2 separate regions of the Siniperca chuatsi genome follow, and region 1 is linked to region 2. The links are chromatin contacts, called in public Hi-C maps. All regions are on one chromosome and are shown on one strand. The core of a region is the stretch at or near the end of the contact, and the rest is flanking DNA. Distances in the headings are between cores, read along the strand shown. Region 1 holds the start of ushbp1. Region 2 overlaps si:ch73-61d6.3 (occludin).

Region 1 (2,700 bases), core at 33-2,532, 37 kb after region 2:
TCAGCCTCACACTGAGCCAGTTCTGCTGGTGAAGGCTCGAGATTTGCTGTGGGGTCAGAATCCTCAGGGTCAAGGGTCATATGGTCGATCAGGGTCATCACCTCCCCATCACACCCTGACCCAGTATCCAGGCTGTCACATCTGACCAGGCTGGAATCCTGCAGAAACAGGAAGTTGTATTTGGATTGTAAGAAAATAACTTGGTGGGCCTTATTTGAGTCATTATTTTAATTTTTTTTTACTGGATATTAAAGCAAATTTCTTCTTTTTTCCCTTCAGTTCTATTCATGTGTATAATTATAACACACATAACATGTATGTTCTTGCTGCCTGTGAATAATCATCCTCCAGTGAAGAGTGGCTCATAATTAACTTAGCAAAATAATCCCTCAGTATGCATCCACATTAAAAATCTGTTATGTTCTTGAACCAGACATTGTTGCCGCACTATTTAGCGGCTATTGTTTTAAGCAGCGGAAAAGGAGGAAACTCAAACATCCTGAGATCCAACTTCCTGCCTAGCAAATATTTGTGGACCAAACCATCTTTTGTTGTGCTCAAAGAATGTTGGCTAAAGGCCTAAAACATTAAATTAGAACAAAGTGTTTCTCTTTTCTTTACATATGATGCCTGCCAATATGTCAAAATGATACAATTTGCAATGCTTATCTTTGAATCACATGAATTTTAACATATATTGTGCAGGCAATAGTTGGTGACATACTTTAAATTCCTTATCCAGCCGGTAATACATCCACTTTACCCACCTATTACTATTCAGTCACAGAAAGGCTAGCAAGCATGCACTGGGCAATAAGGTCATAAGGTCACCAGACAAACACTCACATTTACAATTTCTGGCAATTTAGAGTCTCAAATTCACCTGAGTATTTGAATGTGGGAAGGACACCACTCATGTGATGCATATATATAATGCATTGATACCACTCAGTCAGCAATATTACTCATTAAACATTCTGCGCCGAATTCACAATAGTCAGATCAGGTTTCATGTCAATGCAAGATGCTGTAATTTTGTATAATCATTCAGTTTGTACCTCCATACTTACCTCCATACTTCTTGATCCTGATGTGTGCAGCAGTGATTTAGTTCCTGTTGTGGTCGTTCACTGCCTACAATTAAACATTTGACAAAATGAGACCATGTTTTCTTCAGTCCTGCTGTTTTGTGTCAGCATATTTTCCAATAGTTAGTCAGCCACTACTGCAGTCTGCTCTCTGCATGTCTGCCAAACAGTGTTTAGTGTGATGAATGAAGTAAGTGGAAAACACTCAGAAAGTCATCCCCACCCATTCCCCGTCACCTTGTGTCCTTTCCTGTTTTGTCCACAGTTAGTTTCCATGCCTAGTACAAGTACTAATGTACTAAAAATACTGAAATTACAAGTAAAAGTCCTGCATTGAACATTTTACTTAAGCAGAAGTATGTACGTATAATCAGGAAAATATACTTAAAGTATTAAAAGTAAAAGTACTCAATGCAGAAAAATGGCGACCAGATATCACCATATCACCAGATTATTATTACTCATGTTGTAGTTGGTTGAGTTGGAGTTATTTTTTAACTATTTTGTAAAGGCATGCAACTAATGATTATTTTCATTATGGATTAATCTGCTGATTATTTTCTCAATTAATCTATTGATTGATTGTTTGGTTTGTAAAAATTCAGAGTAGCAGTAAATCCTCACAATTAAGAAGCTGGAACCATGAAATGACGTAAACAATTATCAGTTGCTAATAAATTTTCTGATGAATTGACAAATTGATTAAGCAACTAATCGTTTCAGCTGTGCTTGTTAAACTGTTGGGTAGTTTAATTTATAACAAAACATCATATTTTTTTATTTTAAGCTCTTCAAATGTTTTTATACAAAAATCTTGATTTGTAAAGTAACTAGTAACTATAGTAACTATGTAAGTTCAGTACTTGTAAATGTTCTTAGTTACATTCTGTAGCTACTCAGCAAAACACTGATAGAAGTATTTACTATGATGTTAGAAAAATACATAAAGTTACAATGAATTTGGACCATGACACTGACTTAATAGATGTGTTAAAGTGTTATGGTTTTCTATGTCTCTGTTTACGGCAAAGAGTATTAGTATTAATTTACCTCAACTAAAAGTATTAAGCCATGGAGCTGGCTGCTCCAGACTAAATGCTAAACTAAGTGCTAAATTTCCTTTTAATGCAGGAATGTGTTTTTAATAACTACATTTATTTGATACCTTAAGTTACTATTTACTTTGCAGATTCAGATTAATAATACGAAATATAATCAACAAATAAATGATGATGCATTATTATGGATAAAGATAAGACTTTATTGATACTTTGGTGAAATTCACAAGCTACCTGGCAGTATATATAGTAAAACATTTGCCCCACCTTTACCAGCTGCAACATTAAAGTAATGAACACATTAATGCATCAATAATTATAATCCAATATATAACATGCATTATTCTTTAATGGGACATTCTGCATAATGAGTACTTTTACTTTTAGTACTTTAAGTATATTTTGATGCTGATACTTAAGTAAAATTTTGAATGCAGAACTTGGAACAGAGTATGTCTGCACTGTGGTATTGCTACTTTTACTTTGGTAAAAGATCTTGGTACTTCTTCCAGCACTGACAGAAAGCAATACATATTTACTGCCTGAAGATGTGT
Region 2 (2,703 bases), core at 144-2,643:
TAACTTTGAGCATTTGCACAATTAGATTCTCAGTTGTTGAGTCACTGCATAGATTAGTTCAACCAGATCGCATATCCAACATATTTGACTTTGCTTCAAATAAAATGTTCCCTCTTTGACCACACAACTGAGTGCTTTAGGATATCGTTGGAATATCTCAGTCCTCAATCTCCTGCTACGTGCCACAATTCTTAATGCTGGCGAATAGATGCAAGTTTACATCGCAAAGACTCAGATAGACACACAAAGATTTGAAGATAATCTAAGAGAGACTCCATTGGTGATCATCAAGGTCCCATATGCACAAACAGGAAAAAACAACATTCCTTCAACCTTCAGTTTGTAAGTGACAGGCACGTGATCGTAACAAATGTTTTTTCCTCATGTTTCCACAGGCTGTAGCAGAGGAATATAATCAGTTGAAGGATCTGAAGCAGGTGAGGAGAAATCTCTGATGATACATTTTATAAACTAAACTCCATAACGACTTTATAAAAGATATATTGCAGTTATTTATGGAAGTATTACAGATGTAGTTTCTAACAACCAGCTAATTTATTTTTCGTAGTATTCTTTTGCACATAAAATTTCTGTAATTGCTTTCTGTTCTCTCTAACCTTTTTCCTAGTCTCTCATAGCTTTTATTACTTTTTTTTAAAAAGCAGAAGAACATTTTCACTGTTTTGTAGTATTAGATGACTCATCTGTGCTCTCTCTGCTCTGTAGACACCAGACTACCAGTCTAAGAAGAAACAGTGTCGCAGGCTGAGACACAAACTGTTCCACATCAAACGCATGGTGAAGAACTACGACAAGAACCACTCATGAATCCACTGAGTCCTGACACTCAGCTCTGTGGTCTACACAGCAAACACTCACAGACAGAGGCCAAGATACACTCCAAAATACTACAAAGACTCTGTGACGTGTGGACCAAAGTTACCTGTACAGAACCAACACACACTGGATACACACTCACACACACACATAGGGACCATACTGTATGTTAATAATAATGATCTTGTGTTTTCCTTCATTCACTCTGATCAGTTATGTATAAATAACTACTTTTTTTGTAAGAAAATGGAAGCAGGACCCTCAGCTGTAGCCACTTCCACACTGCCATTTTTTTCTGAAAGGTCCAGCTCATTGCTTGCAGTTGTCAGCCACTTGTGACGATCAGAGGGTGTGTTTGAAAGTCACCTCACCTTCAGTCACCTGTGGTAACACTGTGCTCAGTTTCTGTGGCTCTGTTTGCTCTCCAGATTGGCAACTTTTCTTTATTTATCTCCACAGATAAGAGGAGGAACAGTATTGTAGAGAATGTAGTAATGGGTGAGACGGGTTGCTGGGATTGTTTGCGAGCAAATACGCAGTTTCTTTTAACCCTTGGCATAGCGTTATCTTTGTCACAAATGAGCTTTAGTTTCTCATCTTCTGCATCAGTGTTTGTAACTAACTTCAACGTCAGTGCAGTTAACCGTTTTCTGCCGGGGGCCGTGTATGTTTTTCCTATGTGCTGGCTTTTTGTCAAAACTAAGATTTTGATACTGATTATCATAGATCCAGTGAGACCAAAAAGGGTAGATAAGTGTTGCATTGTTATACTGTATATACTTTTAATGAATCCTTATCATACTATGCACCAAGAACAAATTTACAGTTTGTATCTGTCTATTAGATTCACCAGATATCTTAGCATTTGTGATGATATTATCTGTTATTTGTACATACTAAAGACCCATAGTGGCTTGTTTTTTAATCTTTGGTCACTCAAAATGTGCTTAAGCTATGCCAGTTAGTAAAAACATCCAGACTATTTTTATATTTCTTATCATACACACTCCTCAACAAACTGGAAAACACTGTTTCTGTCATTGTCTATAAGCAAAAGTGAAAATGATCATCTGCTGATTCCATGTGTGTTAATATTTGTTGTATTAATCCACTTATTGTTCAAAGTGTTACGATCTAGTGTAAGTTATAAAATTGTTTAGACACACTTTTGATTTGTCATGCATTTTTATTTTTTATGAAGAACATGTTGTCGTTTTACAAACCATTTGCAAGCCATTTATTTTTATATGAATTTATTTTCGTTGATGCTATTATAAGACCATTTTTTGTAACTGTAAACTTCCATAAGGTATGATGTCTAAAAAGTATTGAATTCAGTAAGTAATAAACATTTCTAATTATCTAAAAATGTGTTAAGCCCATATCTTATATTTTTACTTCTTCCATGTTTTGCTGACCCTCCTGGTTTGGAGATATCTGCAGCCCTGTGCATCTGCAGCGAGCGTCCAGCAGGGAGAGCAGGAAGACTTTCTGTCAGGGAACACTGTTGATCCAATCACAGTTGGCTCAGCGTAAGCTGTTGCTGCCCTCTTTTGGTAAACTACTTTGAAAACCTTTTACTAGAGCTGTTTGCTGTGTCCCAATTCCATACCACACCCTCATTGTATACAGTATGTGCTTGTAATTCTCATTGTATACTCTATACTGCAGTTTACAAAAATAATAAACTTTTTTCATTTTATCCTTGCAGGAAATTATACAAAAATCAATCACAGTGTAATGTTGGATTAAATTAAACTTCACAAAGAGAAAGCAGAATAAAAGATGTAATATTTATATTTTGTTTCATATGTCCTAGATCTTTGTGTCACTGTTTCACCACCATCTGCTATTTGTTAAAAATGT

Evidence for each region. Hi-C and Micro-C count contacts between places; a contact is called where the count stands out from the background.
Region 1: a Hi-C map of an unstated tissue shows a contact between it and region 2, with 5 times the contacts expected there. The contact joins the promoter of ushbp1 here to the enhancer-like site in region 2. A contact is called at or near these places in 2 of 3 Hi-C or Micro-C datasets (skeletal muscle and an unstated tissue).

The regions. Positions count from the first base shown.
Region 1 is chrLG6:9,969,508-9,972,207 of ASM2008510v1, forward strand. It overlaps ushbp1, which reads right to left and starts at 1,283. Exons shown (of 14, transcript XM_044200166.1): 1 at 1,071-1,283; 2 at 1-158. The coding sequence starts at 1,076.
Region 2 is chrLG6:9,931,983-9,934,685 of ASM2008510v1, forward strand. si:ch73-61d6.3 (occludin) reads left to right here. Exons shown (of 9, transcript XM_044199086.1): 8 at 396-437; 9 at 727-2,206. The coding sequence ends at 828. Among protein-coding and RNA genes, the nearest start is that of LOC122877485, 14 kb to the right of the region's middle. Within about 2 kb of position 1,394, the one cell type or tissue checked has an H3K27ac peak away from gene starts, as active enhancers do.